Linked DNA regions of Zea mays: all the other regions are linked to region 1. Evidence: chromatin contacts called from public Hi-C data. All regions are on one chromosome and are shown on one strand. Each heading gives the region's core, a stretch centred on a gene start, on an enhancer-like site or on the middle of the called end of the contact. The rest is flanking DNA. Distances are from core to core; before and after follow the strand shown. Region 1 holds the start of LOC100282722 (outer mitochondrial membrane protein porin). Region 2 holds the start of LOC103639550 (receptor kinase-like protein Xa21). Region 3 holds the start of LOC100193375. Region 4 has its middle 23 kb from the start of LOC100304315.

Region 1 (4,300 bases), core at 298-2,797:
GCAAAAAAAAAAACTTACAGATGCAGAAAAGCAAAGTTTAAATGAAACTTACTTTAGAATCACTATCAACGGTGACATCAATAGTAGTTCTACTGCTTTTATGTTGTGTCCGTATATCACCAATGAAGTCTTCGTTGATCTTTACACCAGTGGCTGTGAGATTCTATGAGAAAAGGTGCATGTTATCAGAAAAATAAATTCAAAGAGTTTCTGCAAGGAGCTAAAACAACAGGTGTGAGCATCTTACCAAACCAGAGCCGCTAGACGTCGACAAAGAAAACTTTTGGTCAAAGTTGTAGTCCTTGTACAGAAGATCTATAAGTACAGGAAGTATTAATACATGAAGTTTGCTAGCACAGAAATCTGACAAAAAATGTATGTGTACTTGTCATACCACATACCAAAACAGATAAAGTACTTCACAACTATTCCCGACAGATATGAAATAACTGCCATTCTATAGAGTATAGAATGTTCAGTGATAGACAGAGACAGAGCTCTCACAAGATTGAGTTTATGTTTATATGTCCATGTCTTATCCATCACAGGATACTGCGCCAAAATAACGTGTGGTTTCTCTATGAATGTACAAAATAAATTAAGAGAATGACTTGAAAAGAACTAAGTATTAGGCATCTAGTGATGATTATATAGGTTTCTACTACCAGGAGAATCATTCAGTGCATTCTTATACCCAACCAGAACATCACAAGTTATCAATAGTACACTAGACATCGTTTGAAAAGTGAATAGAATGGCAGGATGTGCGCCGCTTGAAAACTAAGGCCCGTAAAGACTGTTGAGAAGAAGGTTCTTGCCTTTTGCTCTCTTCCCGATGTTGGCAAACGGAACTGGGCCTTTGCTCATCCTTACCAACGGCAGCAATCCTCCAGTGACCAATCTGTCAGAAAAAAACAACAGGTGCATGTTAATACCATAAACAATCAACATAGTCAGAGGCAGCATAGCGAGCTGTCTAGAGCCTGAACCAATCATCCAGCACGATTCCTCAAAGCTAGCATCGCGACACACAACCAATTGATCTTTGCTCGGAAGGACCAGTACTTTTCAGTTAGAACAACATCTATCATTACTAGAGACGGACAAAGGTAGAGTGGGTTTAGCTGAATTAGAAGCTCTCCAAAATTTCTGGAAAACACTCTGCGGCTGCGGCCGCACCTAAATCTGGTGGTAACAAGTGCTACGGCGCCAACCAGGGGCGGAACCAATAGAGGACATGGGTGTACGCATGTAATCGAGGTTGGTAGGCATGATACATACGTGTATACACTTTGCTCAGATCCGACCCGGATACATACAGATAGCCAAATAGCTTAAATCAGCTTTGCAGTTTGCATAGAGGAAGGAGACGAGAAGGGGGCGGGCATACATGGTGGGGGTGCGGTGGGCGCTCGTCGCCGGCAAAGCGCAACCCGGGCGGCTGGGCGAAGGGCGGCGGCGGTCACCCTAGGTGGGTGGCGCACGCGAGGTGAACGGGGGAAGAAAAGAGAGCAAACAGGTGTGAACATAGGAGACCGATCACCGATTCTTCGGGAGCTGTTGACACCTAGCTTCTGCGCGCTCGCTACTTGGGCCGATTTCTCTTTCTCTTGGGAGAGCGGCCCATGAAACCGATTGTTTGGTTAATTTCTTTCTCCGTTTCCTTTATACTGGTTATTTCCTCTACGCTTTCTATATAATAGATCTTACTTAATAAGATATTTATTCAAATACTATTATATTATATTTTAAAAATATTAGTATATGTTTATATTTTTTAATACCTGTTCTTTATATAACACAAACATACATGTTGCAGTGATAAAAGCCAAGGGCTTTATATCAAGCGAACAAGTTCGGATCATCCACACCCTAGAGAAACGCTTCCTAGAGAAGACGACCCATGAAGAAACTCACACTTAAATATAGTAAAGATCTTTATATAACACAAGCAGACATGAGTTATAGTGGTAGAAGACAAACGCTTTACACCGAGTAAAGTTTGAATCCTCCACACCCAAATTTTTTTGATATTTTCTATGTTGGACGGGAAATTTACTCCCTCGATGCGCATACGACGCACAAAGGAACTCACACTTAAATACGTTGTGCCGGACAAGGAGACGCACAAAGAAACCCACATTTAACTATAGTAGATATATATCTTTTATCTGTCATTTATCATTTTCCTGTGCTGGAAAAAAAAACTATACAAATTATGCATATCAGACACAGACTTATTCCGTTGCAACCGCTCACATTTACCAGCCGTAAAACAGAAGTTATAAGTAATTGATACTATTTCTTATAACTTCTATCTATGCAGCTCTGCAGCTGCAGCTGGTAAATGTGAGGGGGCAGAGGAGCCGTAGAGGAATAAGTTTGCATGTTGAATTTTCCCCCCATAGCAGCTACGGCAAGAGCCATGCACTCTCCCACCAAATATACAACTCCCAGAAAGGATGATCAGTTCATTACCCCAAGTTCTTGTGATCATGTTAATTAGACCACTCAGTGAACTCACTATATTATTCCCATGTGGTAACCTATACGGCACACACATCCTCTCCTGAAACACTCCGGACCTGTTAGCATACTTTACTTTGCCATGTGTATGAACTTCCTTTCTTCAGTTTAGCTTGCACCAGCTTCCCGTATGTGAGCGGGATAGCATTTGGCTCTAAGTATGGCACACAAGGAAACAGTGTCACTTAAAAGCCTCCAAACCTGCTGTGCTAACAGAGCCAAACTGAAACTCTGCATATCTAAAATACCACCCCTCTCTTTTGGAATATCTTCCACCACGCCTGGCAATGCATCTTCTTATCCTCATTGTCATCTCCCCACCCAGTTTGGGAGATAGTGTATGTGATTCCTACGCAAACATTTTCTGGAATTTCGAACACCATCATAGCAGAAGTTGGTATTATTTTCTGGAATTTCGAACACCATCATAGCAGAAGTTGGTATTGACTGAGCAATGAATTTAATGAACACCTCCTTACCCCCACAGACTCAATAGATGTGCATTTGATAACCAGTCTTACATGTTTCGATTAATAGTATCTCAGACCGGAGCTGTAACAACTCTTGGATTCAAACTCTGAAAGCCCGCCACCATAGCAACCCTTAATATTCACCACTTATTATCTATATGAATTGTTTTCTGGCTGCTGTGCAGAGTGCATGCTACAAGAACAAAAACTGCTTGTGATTTGTAAAAAAGCCCAAGCTGAAACTTCCAAAAGATTATGCCACAGATTGCACGTCACTGGTTATGAAGCATAATAACTTCCAGTAACAAATTTTGATTCTTATATCAGTCATGTAAATTATCTCTTCTAGTCACCATCCATTATGATAGGGAATCTACAACACAAGGATGCATAAATATGACATCTTCTGGTTATAGGACCTTAGATCCTTAAACAAAAAAAAAAAACAAGAAAATGACTATGTATCATTTAAAGTAATTTTTTGACAGGCCATGTTCATCACCAAAACTGCATGTGCCTGTCATATCTGACAAAACAAATACATATCTAAGAAGACAAGAGTTAATCTACATAGCTGTACAAGAAGAATAAATGACTTTGATACACCAGGTTCGAAGTCGTGAAAGATGTCATTGTAATGAACAAAAGTGTGTATTGATCTTCAGGATTGATACAGACTCCAATCCAGGTCAGGTTGTGAAAAAACTTCATAATCCGTGGGACCATCTACAAAGCTATTCACTGTCTGCATCCCTTCTAACAAAGATGGCTGGAAGCGATCGCTTCTAGAGGGAAGCAACTTATAGAACACTAACATCCCAAGAGTACATATAGCCTGTAGCTTCATCGAGTCACCCTGAACAGCAAAGAAGAGCAGCATTGCAGCAAGGAAGAAGATCACACAGAATTGCATGATGCACAACACTCTGTCCATCAGCTTCCCATCATTGCCGGCAGGAAACCCTCTAACTCTGTAAACGAACAAGAAGTTGTACTTGTCCACGAGATAACGGTAGCCAAAGTATGTCGCACCCACAGGAACCACGAGCGGAGCAAACAGGGAGTAGATCAGTGTGAGGGCAAATATAGTAATGTCAAAAGCATAGTACTGTGCGAAGTCAAATTTCTGCTTTGGCATATGGAAGCTCCTGTTTAGTGGGTACAGGGAAAGATCATGCCCCTCGATATTATCCAAAAGGCCACCGTCTTCTCTCTCAGGCATTAGAGGTGCTGTCAAATTATTAGTTTCTTCACCATTCTGCATGGGTAGGTAGTCTTCATTCTCTTCAGGGACCAACTGGACC
Region 2 (4,038 bases), core at 912-3,411, 200 kb after region 1:
CCATTAGTTGTTGCTTATGCCTTGGCTGGCACGGTATGTTGCCTTCAATTGTCCTTTATTTAGTTTTAGTAGAATAAAAATGTTGATTTACTGAATCTTGCTCACTGTTGTTTTGACTATCCTACACATTTTTAAATAAAATGCTGTTATAATACAATAACAAATACAACTTGTGTAGTTGAAACAGACAAACCAATGGAACTTTAAAGCTGTATATGCATCTACTATTTTTATGCTCTAATATTTCATCATCATGTAGATAGTTTGTCTTTTTTGTTTCATCAACAAAATATTTTACTTTCCAAGTCAAAGTTTGAACTTGTTTTCTTGTTTTCATTTGCTGGTAAATTGCGACTTCTGCTTAGGTTAATATTGATTTTGAGAAAGAACCTATTGGAATCTCGAAAGATGGGAAAGAGGTTTACTTCCGGGATGTTTGGCCATCAACAGAAGAGATAGCCGAGGTCAGCACCCAGCACTGTATATTGGACTATGTTTCCTTTCACTTGTGATGTAAAACCTTTTATAGTCAGAATGGGCTTTATGATTGTGCTTTTAATTCTGTCAGGTTGTCAAGTCAAGTGTGCTTCCTGACATGTTCAAGAGCACATATGAGTCCATCACCCAAGGAAATCCTATGTGGAATGAGCTGCCAGTCTCAACAAGCACTCTCTATCCCTGGGATCCATCATCTACATACATCCATGAGCCTCCTTACTTCAAGGATATGACAATGACTCCTCCTGGCCCGCGACCAGTGAAGGATGCATATTGCCTTCTGAACTTTGGTGACAGTATCACAACTGACCACATCTCGCCTGCCGGAAACATTCACCCAGACAGCGCAGCTGCAACATATCTGAAGGAGCGTGGTGTTGAAAGGAAGGACTTCAACTCATATGGTAGCCGAAGAGGAAATGATGAGATCATGGCTAGGGGAACCTTTGCCAACATTCGTCTCGTGAATAAGTTCTTGAAGGGTGAGGTTGGACCCAAGACAATCCATGTTCCATCTGGGGATAAGCTTTCAGTTTTTGATGCTGCTATGGTATATAATTCTAGCTCATATTTTCTACTTCAGTGATACAAGCTACATCTATGTGACATCTAAATTTCCATCCCCTCCAATTTCGTTTTGGTGCTTGCCATAGAAATACAAGAATGAAGGGCATGATACTATTATCCTGGCTGGTGCCGAGTACGGGAGTGGTAGCTCTCGGGATTGGGCTGCAAAGGGCCCAATGCTTCAGGTAACGATGCTTCCACAATAGTTTCTTGAGCCTAAACTAACCTTCTGAGTCTCACTAATGGCTAACGGGATTACTTTCACTTGATTACAGGGAGTGAAGGCTGTGATAGCAAAGAGCTTTGAGAGGATTCACCGCAGCAATCTTGCTGGCATGGGAATCATCCCTCTATGCTTCAAAGCAGGGGAGGATGCAGACACCCTGGGCCTAACCGGCCATGAGCGCTACACGGTCCACCTTCCAACCAATGTGAGTGAGATAAAGCCTGGCCAAGATGTTACCGTGACAACTGATAATGGGAAGTCGTTCACTTGCACACTCAGATTCGACACTGAGGTACCGTATGCTTGTTCTTTTCCATGCATTACTCGCTGATGCTGCTTATGTGTATCCTGGTTATTGATGTTTCCGTTACTGATCACCTCCAGGTGGAGCTTGCTTACTACGACCATGGTGGCATTCTACCATATGTCATCAGAAAGATTGCGGAACAGTAGATTGAGATGATTGCGATGCGGTGAATCGTAATTGGTGTAAACGACCCATTTTTGAGTACTTATAATAACCTCTGAGTTTCTCAGAGTGAGCTGTCTGAACTTTTAGTAACCTTTTGCTTTCTTTAAGACACTGTTAATAATATGTTAACTCCTGCAATATCTGAATATACATTTGGCAGATGATTCCCTATGTTGTAAATGACACTAGTTCATAACACTGACGCAGTTCAAAGCGGTTCTTGTTATCTGGTGGTACTCAAATTAGTACTGCAAACAATCGATTAGCTGATTTTATTTTGAGTTTTGTATTACGAACCTTTTTGACTGGTGAAACGGTTATTCCATTTGCTTCAAGCGATTTGGAAATGATTGTTACAGAAAGCTGTTTGTTACAGTGAGTGTATTTTGCCTCTTACCAGCTAACGTTTCACTTTCACGAGCGACTGGCAATGACCCTGAAGCAATGACAGGATACATAAGCAGCTTCAGCAGGCCAAGGCAACTGATGCGAGGTCGGTACGTGATTTTGGGAGTGGCTCCATGATGGGCAAAAGCAAACGATGCGTAGAGAACCCTTTCAGCGGCTGAAATATACTTGATGGACTAAATTACTTGGTTCGGCATTTAACATTGTAAAACTTTTCAAAATCTAGATATAAATCTTCTATCTTAAATTCACACGTTACGAGAGAGAAAAAAAGATTTCATCGGTGTCCATGGTCTGTTTCTATATTGCAACCTATACCATGCAATTTATTTGTATATAAATTATGATTATCAAAATATATTTCAATTGCAAGGATCTCTAAATGGCACTCAAAAGCAAAAGGCCTTCCAACCAAGACAAGGACTCAGTGCTAGATTGGTGGACACCAAGCAAACTCTGACGAACATGTCCGACGCCAGTCTTGCAGCATGACTAGGACTCTCCGGATCAGTCGTCGCAATGGCAAGTGGTGCCTAGCCCCATCCACAATATAAGCACCATGCAATGATAATGAATACAAACTATATTCATATGTTATTGAATGAATACAGATTTAGTCTAAAACGAATTATATTTTAGAAAGGATTATACAAACTAACTGCTATCAGCTGGGCCTAAGGATGCCCCCGTCTTTTATATACAACCTGTTGCAGTTGACCAAGCTTGACCATGGGTTAGTAGACAAAAAATAGAAAGAGGTACAACACTAGGTAGAGCCTCAGTGCTAGATTGGTGGTCGCCAACCAAACTCTGACTGGCAAAGATATCCAACGCCAGTCTTGCTCTTGCAGCATGACTAAAACAGGAAAAAGCCTGACATTCCCTCTTCGGGTCAGTCGTCGCAATGGCAACTCCATCCGATCCAGAATATAATAAGCACCATGCATTGTCTGCAAAGAAACATATAATCAGCATCACTATGATGATGCTCATCTTCCACATGCTCGCCTTCTCCCTAATTTGCCTCGCCAAAAACGCAGCCCATGGAGATGCATCAGCACACGCCCTCCACTCCTCCGACGAGCTCGCGCTCATGTCGTTCAAGTCCCTCGTGGGGAGCGACCATACGAGAGCCCTAGCCTCGTGGGGCAACATGTCCATTCCCATGTGCCGGTGGCGCGGCGTGGCGTGCGGCTTGAGGGGACATCGCCGGGGCCATGTGGTGGCACTGGACCTCCCCGAGCTCAACTTGCTTGGCACCATCACCCCCGCGCTAGGAAACCTCACTTACCTGAGGCGGCTCGACCTTTCATCTAATGGCTTCCATGGAATCCTGCCTCCGGAGCTCGGTAACATCCATGACCTAGAGACTCTACAGCTTCACCACAACTCCATATCTGGCCAGATCCCACCGTCGCTTTCAAACTGTAGCCACCTGATAGAGATCATGCTCGACGACAACAGTTTGCATGGGGGAGTACCCAGCGAGATAGGCTCCCTGCAATACCTGCAGCTACTCAGTCTCGGGGGAAAAAGACTGACGGGGAGAATCCCTTCCACTATAGCAGGCCTTGTAAATCTGAAGGAACTAGTCCTGCGATTTAACAGCATGACCGGAGAAATCCCAAGAGAGATAGGCAGCCTTGCCAACCTCAACTTGCTGGACCTAGGTGCAAATCACTTCTCAGGGACGATCCCCAGCTCACTAGGAAACCTGTCAGCGTTGACGGTTCTTTACGCCTTCCAAAACAGTTTTCAAGGAAGCATTCTACCACTGCAACGCCTCTCGTCGCTTAGTGTGCTTGAATTCGGGGCAAACAAACTCCAAGGGACCATCCCTTCTTGGTTAGGCAACCTCTCTTCATTA
Region 3 (3,956 bases), core at 1,313-3,812, 130 kb after region 1:
GATGGCGCCTCCTGTCGACGTGGCTGGCCTGCGTCCTGGGTTGGGCGATGTGGAAGCTCCTCCGAAGCCGAGGTCGAGTCTGTCTTCCGTGGCCGAGGTCGAGTCCGAGCCCCTAGGTCGGGCGAGGCGGAGACCGTCGGCTGAGGTCAGGGCGTAGTCCGAGCCCTAGGGTCGGGCGGAGCGGAGTTCGCCGTCTTCCGGGGCTTAGCCCGAGTCCGAGCCCTGGGTCGGGCGGAGTGGAGTTCGCCGTCTTCCGGGGCCTAGCCCGAGTCCGAGCCCTGGGTCGGGCGGAGCGGAGTTCGCCGTCTTCCGGGGCTTAGCCCGAGTCCGAGCCCTGGGTCGGGCGGAGCGGAGTTCGCCGTCTTCCGGGGCCTAGCCCGAGTCCGAGCCCTGGGTCGGGCGGAGCGGAGTTCGCCGTCTTCCGGGGCCTAGCCCGAGTCCGAGCCTGGGTCGGGCGGAGCGGAGTTCGCCGTCTTCCGGGGCCTAGCCCGAGTCCGAGCCCTGGATCGGGCGGAGCGGAGTTTCCTATGGTGCCTGCGGCCGGGCCCGACTGCCTGTCAGCCTCACTCTGTCAAGTGGCACCGCAGTCGGAGCGGCGCAGGCGGCGCTGTCTTTCTGCCAGGCCGGTCAGGGGAGCGGCGAAGTGACGGCAGTCACTTCGGCTCTGGGGCGCGCGTCAGGATAAAGGTGTCAGGCCACCTTTGCATTAAACGCTCCTGCGACTTGGTCGGTCGGTGCAGCGATTTGGTCAGGGTTGCTTCTTGGCGAAGACAGAGCCTCGGGCGAGCCGGGAACACGTTCGCCGCTGGAGGGGGACCTCGGGCGAGACGGAGATCCTCCGGGGTCGGCTGCCCTTGTCCGAGGCCAGGCTCGGGCGAGGCGTGATCGAGTCCCTCGTATGGACCGATCCCTGACTTAATCGCACCCATCAGGCCTTTGCAGCTTTATGCTGATGGGGGTTACCAGCTGAGAATTAGGAGCCTTGAGGGTGCCCCTAATTATGGTCCCCGACATCTACAATAGCTTCTGCTTCTGGTAGATAGAAGTTGAAAAGAAACTGAAACAAAAAGATAAAAAATATTCTTAACTTTTTCATAATCCTTAAAACTTCCTCATTTATAACTTAAAAACTTAAAAGGGGATTATTTGAAGTCGTCCGAAACACACGCGTGCGCAAGACCAGGCCAGTTTTTTTACCGCTTCTCATGTCCGTTTGCTGATTGTCTACTCCCGTAGTGTTTCAATTTTTTATCGTTAGCAACAATTGACGCAACCTTACAAACCCGTCCTAGCATAGCGCTGGACGAAATACTCGTGACTCGCTCGGTTCATGGTCAGTTCAGCTCGTTTGAAATTTTTTCACGAGTTAAGTGGACATTCTAACTCGGTTTGTTAACGAGCCAGCTCGTTAACCCGTCCTAGCATAGCGCTGGACGAAATGCTCGTGACTCGCTCGGTTCATGGTCAGTTCAGCTCGTTTGAATTTTTTTCACGAGTTAAGTGGACATCCTAACTCGATTTGTTAACGAGCCAGCTCGGTATGTTAACGAGCCAGCTTGCGAACTAAACAAGCTACCATATTTCAGGCAAACGAAACTATATGCATATCATTTACATAATAATTGATGAACATGTTATATATATGTGAGGTGTCTATGGCCTATAAATTAAATTAATGATTAATGAACTATGTCTATGTGTTAATTTGGTCTATGCAAATATAATTATGGGTTAAACTGATGAACATGTATGTGAATTGTGAATTAATGAGTGATGAATTGTGTTAATTTGGTGTTACATTGACGTGGTTTGTGAAACTATGAGTATAATTACTATTTTCTATTGTTAAATTAGTTTGAAATTAACTAAAAATAATTATTATGTACATATTATTTTTTTCTGCTCTGGCTCGCGAGCTAAACGAGCTGAGCCGGACTGACTTCGTGGCTCGTTACCTTAACGAGCCGAGCCGAGCTGGCTCGTTATCCACCCCTACCTGAGCACATCTAAATCCATCGAGTTTTGGGTTTCGGGTCATCCGTAAATTTTATACATTATACACTTTCAAACAATAATTTAGATATAAGTAATTAAACATCAACAATAATTGAGTTATATATATGGATTTTAAGCCTTCTCATGTTAATCAACAACAAAACACTTTATGAATAATTAGCCAAGTCACTTATTAAAATAATTACTATTGTATCTTAATCATCATTGCATAAAAAAATGTGTAAACCAAATTTCGGGTCTGGTGCAGATCACATACGGGTTAAAATAGAAATACACATCCACACCCGCAAAACTTCGGGTCGGGTTGCACTCGTGTGTCAAAATCTTCACTCGCAATACACCCGTGGAACATATCAACACGGACCAAAGGCTGATTTAGTCTAGTTTAAAATATTTTCGATTTATCTTTAATGTAACTGTTGAAAAAAGTGTTAAACTCTGGCTAATAATTTTTATATGCTCTTAAAAAATTAGTTTTTAGGAGTTATTTTTGAGATTATCCAAATTTTACACGATAAAATGAAGGTTCGCCTCGGAACTGGAAGCTTATCCAAACTTCTCTTACAAAAAAGGCCCAGATTTGTTGCGAAATACCACACTCCGAGGGCCTTGTGTGAGGGGGAAAATCATCCGCGCAGAGGGACAGGGCACACGCACTCCGAGGGAGCGCAGCCGAGGAGAAATAATGGCCACGGCGACGACCCTCTCTTTCAGCGGCGGCGGCGGCGGCACTACCCTGCTCCGCGGGCACGTGGCCTTGACGTCGGGGCGGTGCTGCACGTTCCCGAGCTCGCGGTGGAGGCCGCCGCGCTTGTCGGCCTCCCGCGCGGATGACTCCTCGCCGGCTCCGTTCGAGATGACGGTGGAGGACGCGCTGAAGCTGCTCGGCGTCGCAGAGGGCGCGTCGTTCGACGAAATCCTGCGCGCCAAGAACGCCGTCCTCGCCTCCTGCAAGGACGACCAGGACGCCGTCGCCCAGGTTCCCGAGACTCTCCCTCCCCCTACTCGTTATTATTCCATTCGCGCCCGCGTTTTGTTGTGCTCAGCCGCCCAGAGGAATAGAGCGTTTCTTTATTGCTTCCTTGGTACCTCCGATTGAAGTTGCTAATTTAGTACTAAGAAGTGGCCTGGATCAATCGGGAATGTCTGAAACGATGGGGGTTATTATCATATATTCTACGCAGTACTTTCCAAATGCAAAGCAAAAATTGTTTATGCACGTAATGCATATTACAGTGGAGGGGAAGGATGATGAATTTACTTATAGCTCGTTAAGTTGGTGATGGACTGGCTGTTCACTGGTTCGTGCATTTTGGATGTGCGATGCATCATGCGTGATTTCTAAAAGGCTATGCAGTGGGTTAGCTTAACCGTTGAAGAGGTATTGGTCTTTTCATATCCATGGTGGAGATGATCTCACGATCATATATGTATTGCCATATTTTGAGGTAGTAGCCTGTTCCATAGGATTGGAAAAGGGGGTATAAAAATGTTGGGAACTTTGTTTTCCTGTGTTCCTAGTGCTCGTTTTTTTTTTGTCTTGCTGTTATTTTATGACATTTATTTATAGCCTTTCTTGTTCCGATAAACTACCTCTATTTCCTTCCTGCTTTCTTCTGCAAGTTATACTCTTGATAACTACACTTGCTTGTGGCTGTTACTCAGACCCTTCTGTGATTTCTGAACTGTCTATGTCAAGACGGTTTTACAAGTAGTTGCGGCTGTTTCTCAAGTATCCAATCTCATACACTTCCCTGTTGCCATATTTGACTCCCATTTCTTTCTTTGGTTTCAGGTCGAAGCAGCCTATGACATGTTGCTTATGCAGAGCTTATCACAGCGGAGGGCTGGAAAGGTTGCTAATAACCGCATCCGCTTTGCTGATGTTAAACCTGTAAAGAGTGCAGGAGCTGGGACAGTCCCACAGTGGATGCAGGCAA
Region 4 (4,180 bases), core at 775-3,274, 170 kb after region 1:
ACCCCCCGGTCTCGAAACGCCGACAACTATGCTAGTTGTTTATCTTTGATATAGATTTAAAAACATTGGTTTCTCGTGTCCCGGATATAAAATACACATATACCTGGTAGTTGTTGTGTACACAACGAATTTGATACATACCTGCACGGGGTCCTACATTTTCATGGATCCTCGAGGCTAGTTGGTTTTTTAATTATCTTAAAGAATGTTAGCTGCCTCATGAACACCAGAGTCATTATATAAAAAGTAAAATCTCATCGATCAGACATTCATCAAGACATCTTCTTTATTATCTTGATATTGTTATTGTGTCACAACTTTAATTCAGCAAATCAATTAGCTAAAAAAAGAACTCATAGACTAGAATAGCTCGTAAAGAACTAAAATTCTTATTCCGCACATCTAGTGTCGAATGTGGCCAAGTCTAGAAACAAGTTTGATAACATTATACGGTATTTTTTCACTATATAATATTGATGAATTGGTCGATACTTTTATGTTGTAATCCTGGCGCTCCTCCTCTGTCTTTAGTCCGTGACAACATCGATGATTTAGCCCTAGTGGACGATCGAATTTGACGTTAATAATCTTATAAATTATCCATAGTTTATATAGTTAATTTATGTTTATTTTTTTAATTGATATGTGAAATTTAGACTAGAGTTTAGTATATGCGAATATGCGATCAGTGTGGGGGAGTCGAATACCAGGCGAGTAGCAACCTGCACCTGCCGGCGGTCTTCCGTCTTCCTCTCTGTCGTGTACGCGTTGACGATAAAAGTAGGTGGTGCTGGCCGTGCATCGCACGGCGTGTCACGTGGCCCTGTTTATTTGAGTTTTTTTTAGCTTCGTACCAGCAAAAGCTGCTGTATACTTTCAAACGCTCTAGTTTTTTTTGTTAGTTTTTATAAAAATCATTCAAATTTAACATAAAAACAAAATCGATCGAGTCCTCACGACAGCAATCCCTCGCTTTCTAGATCTTATGCACGTAATCTCCTTGATATTTAGATTCTATTCACATCCAGATTCTCTCCAAAACTAGATTTTCAGAAAATCTAGTTAGAAAAAAACCGAAACAAACAATTTCTACTCTACTCACCAGTACAACTCACGTAAGCGCCGAGATCTGCTGACAGCGCTTGATAGTTTCATGCCTGGTATTCTCAGTTCACAACTTCACATACTCCACCGGGTCACAGTCATAGCCTGTGACAGGGACGGCGCCACCGCCACGTGACCACTTCACTGCATGCCTCTGCCCTAGAGATGGCAATGGGTACCCGAAACCCGAAACCCGATGGGTTTTTACCCCATTAGGGTACGGGTTTGGACCAATTTTCATACCCGTGGGTTTGTTAATGGGCATAAATCTGTACCCAGCGGGTTTATGGGTACGGGTTTGTTCCTATAATACCCAAACCTGTGAACCCGTGGGTTTTTTAAACCCGACCAAACCTAGTGCATATTGTCATTTTATTTTATAAACGAACAACAAACTTGTTATTCCTTATTTGCTTCATAATTTTTAACAATTGGTGAATGTATCAGTAATCGGTGAGAGTGTTGCTTGCTTGCTATTATAGTTTTTACTAGCGTTATATATGTGGTGGATGGATAACTTAGTGCAAGGTCACTTAATTATACAACTTATTATTTGTATTTCATTCCCTCTACTAATAATTTTTATACCAAATCATGAACTCGTTGTTCATTACATAGATTTTGGATCATGATATCATTAATCATTATGATACTTATTGATTATGAGAAGATAATTATATTGGAGATGAAACCCGCGGGTAACCCATGGGTACCCGTTAACCCGATGGGTACGGGTTTGGGCAAAATCTCAAACCCGTCACGGGTACGGGTTTTTTAATGGGCATAGATATTTTTCACGGGTACGGGTTTGGGACGGCAAAACCCAGCGGGTTTGTACCCGTTGCCATCTCTACTCTGCCCCAGGTGATCTCGTGTGGACGGGCCGGCCCGGGAAGTCAATGGCCTGTAGCCCAACAGTGCGGCGCGGCCTGCAGGCAGCACCATTCGTCCGCGTCACAGGCGTAGGCGCGTAGCAGATGGTTTCAGTACTGGAGTTCTCATTTGAGTTGCTTTCGTGAAAAAAAGACTGTTTTAAACGGAGATTGGTCAGCGATAGAGATGGTAATGGGTATCCAAAACCCGAATATTCGACAGGTTTTATCCGACATAAAAGTAGATATGTGATGATTTCTTTACTTACAGGTATATTAATGGATAAGAACTTCTATTCGCTGGGTAGATGGGTATAAGTACGGGTTAGTACTACTCGGACCCGCCTACCTATGGATAAAATATATTTACATCAATATCTCTATAACTATCTAATAGAGTACATGTTAGCTAAAATAAAACCCTTATCTAGTTATTATTTATCTAGCTACCAATTTATGTAATCATATGATTTGTCACATGTGAAGTTGAACTTTTTTGTACGCTTATTTAATATTTTGAGTGATTGGTATATTGGAATTTAAGATTTTGTTGGTGGGTACGGGTTACCCAACGAGTACATGGATAAGATTTTATACGTATAAAGCTATGAGTATATATGGATAATCCGACAAATATAATTTTTTTAATAAGTACGGATATAGATATGTATCAGATGCCATCCCTAGTCAGCGATCCGCAGACTGCAGTCATGTCGAAGTACCGAGTGGCCGGCCTGCAGATGTTGGCTGGGCTACTGGAGATTTCAGATTGGTAAGAAGTCAAGAACATATGTATGCCGTCTCACGTGTCTGGGCTGAGCCTGCATAAACATGGGCCGCAGCTTTGATCGTGAGCCGGAAAGTTCCAGGTCCAACGACAATTTTGTGGAGCTACACGCTGCCCGATATTTTTATAGCTTACTTTTTTAAAGGATTTACATTTATACCCCCTAAACATCATAAAACCGATAAACCCTTATTTGGGTCCACGGTCAACACTGAGAGTTTGCTTGGTTCAACCGTGGAATCTTGAAAATCGGATTATAACGCTAAGTTGCGAGAAAATTGACGTGAGTTGTGAGAAAGTTAAAATCTGTTTAGTTGAAACTGTCAACTATAGATTATACTAGAGCACGATAGCTTAGTAATATAGATGACATAAATATAGAAAATCTAGGGAAATATAGAAAATCTAGGGTAAGATGCGACTTTGAATCGAACTAGAGAAAATCTATAGACTTTTAGAAATCTATTCTACCGATTCATAAAGCTGAACAAAACACACATTGAGCGTCGTGGCTTCATTCCCATGTTCGAGAAAGTCTCTTACGTCCAATGTGGTGCTGAACAAGATGGAGCGTTGGACTCTCGTGCTTGTGTGAGAGGAATACTGAGAGCACCTAGAGTGGGGTTGAATAGGTGATCCTGCAAAAAAATAGCTTAAAGCAACACAAACTTGGTCTAATGATTAAGGTAAAGCAAATTAAAACCAAGTTTAGATGAGAATAAGAGAAAACAATTCCCTTCACTTGATTGCTCTTTCAAGATATGAAAGATTCTAAGAGCAATAATACAAGTGAATAAATAGAACTAGGAAGAAGGGAAAATCGCGATAAAGTAAATGACACAAGAGACAATGATTTTTATCTCGTGGTTCGCCCAAAGCCCACCTCCACGTTGCGGTGTCCTCCTTTGAACAACCCTCTCAAGTGATCTAACGATCAAACTTGAGTGCCACTGTTTCTTCCTTATATCAGTATTCTCCTTTGAGAGGAATCTCCACAATTTGGAGTGTCTCACAGCCTTACAAAATGATCACAATCACAAACTAGAATAGGGAAGGGAGAAATAATATGCACACAAAAGCACAACGCATCAACACACGCAAAAAAAGAAATGAGCGCAAGAACATAGTGTCACAATTACAACACAAAACTAGCGATCGGATCTCACTAAAAACACTATAAGACGTGATCGCATAGTTTCAGAGTGTTGGTTTGCTCTTGAGATGCTTGGGTACTGGTTATTGGCGCATAGGGGTCCTTTTATAGCCCTAAGAGAAGCCCAAAAAAAATCCTGCCTACGGGCGCACTAGGCCGGGTCCTGTAGCCCAGTGTCCGAGATCCTGATTGGCCACCTTTCATAGATGACAGACACCAGATCGGTCCGGTGTGCCACCAGACTGTCCAGTGACGTCAGCTATC

What was found. A called contact is a pair of places that touch in the nucleus more often than the background predicts.
Region 2: a Hi-C map of tassel shows a contact between it and region 1, with 2.5 times the contacts expected there. The contact joins the promoter of LOC103639550 here to the promoter of LOC100282722 in region 1. A contact is called at or near these places in 4 of 25 Hi-C or Micro-C datasets (ear, leaf and tassel).
Region 3: a Hi-C map of ear shows a contact between it and region 1, with 6 times the contacts expected there. The contact joins the promoter of LOC100193375 here to the promoter of LOC100282722 in region 1. A contact is called at or near these places in 19 of 25 Hi-C or Micro-C datasets (bundle sheath, ear, endosperm and 5 more) and 1 of 3 datasets of contacts at active chromatin or transcription factors (seedling).
Region 4: a Hi-C map of leaf shows a contact between it and region 1, with 4 times the contacts expected there. The contact joins the enhancer-like site here to the promoter of LOC100282722 in region 1. A contact is called at or near these places in 3 of 25 Hi-C or Micro-C datasets (ear, leaf and tassel) and 1 of 3 datasets of contacts at active chromatin or transcription factors (leaf).

Annotation. Positions count from the first base shown.
Region 1 is chr9:158,363,783-158,368,082 of Zm-B73-REFERENCE-NAM-5.0, reverse strand. LOC100282722 (outer mitochondrial membrane protein porin) reads right to left here and starts at 1,547. Exons shown (of 7, transcript NM_001155629.2): 1 at 1,391-1,547; 2 at 819-901; 3 at 248-315; 4 at 53-163. The coding sequence starts at 867. It overlaps LOC100383234, which reads right to left. Exons shown (of 1, transcript NM_001175896.2): 1 at 3,293-4,300. The coding sequence ends at 3,658.
Region 2 is chr9:158,167,610-158,171,647 of Zm-B73-REFERENCE-NAM-5.0, reverse strand. LOC103639550 (receptor kinase-like protein Xa21) reads left to right here and starts at 2,161. Exons shown (of 2, transcript XM_008662290.4): 1 at 2,161-4,038. The coding sequence starts at 3,076. It overlaps LOC100304315 (aconitase3), which reads left to right. Exons shown (of 20, transcript NM_001361406.1): 15 at 1-33; 16 at 366-464; 17 at 569-1,048; 18 at 1,152-1,250; 19 at 1,341-1,583; 20 at 1,676-1,848. The coding sequence ends at 1,744.
Region 3 is chr9:158,236,069-158,240,024 of Zm-B73-REFERENCE-NAM-5.0, reverse strand. LOC100193375 reads left to right here and starts at 2,562. Exons shown (of 3, transcript NM_001138505.3): 1 at 2,562-2,995; 2 at 3,812-3,956. The coding sequence starts at 2,702.
Region 4 is chr9:158,199,050-158,203,229 of Zm-B73-REFERENCE-NAM-5.0, reverse strand. No RefSeq gene overlaps it. Among protein-coding and RNA genes, the nearest start is that of LOC100304315, 23 kb to the right of the region's middle. Within about 2 kb of position 2,024, at least 18 of the 20 cell types and tissues checked have an H3K27ac peak or open chromatin away from gene starts, as enhancers often do. A contact at or near this core is called in ear, leaf and tassel, where this site is marked.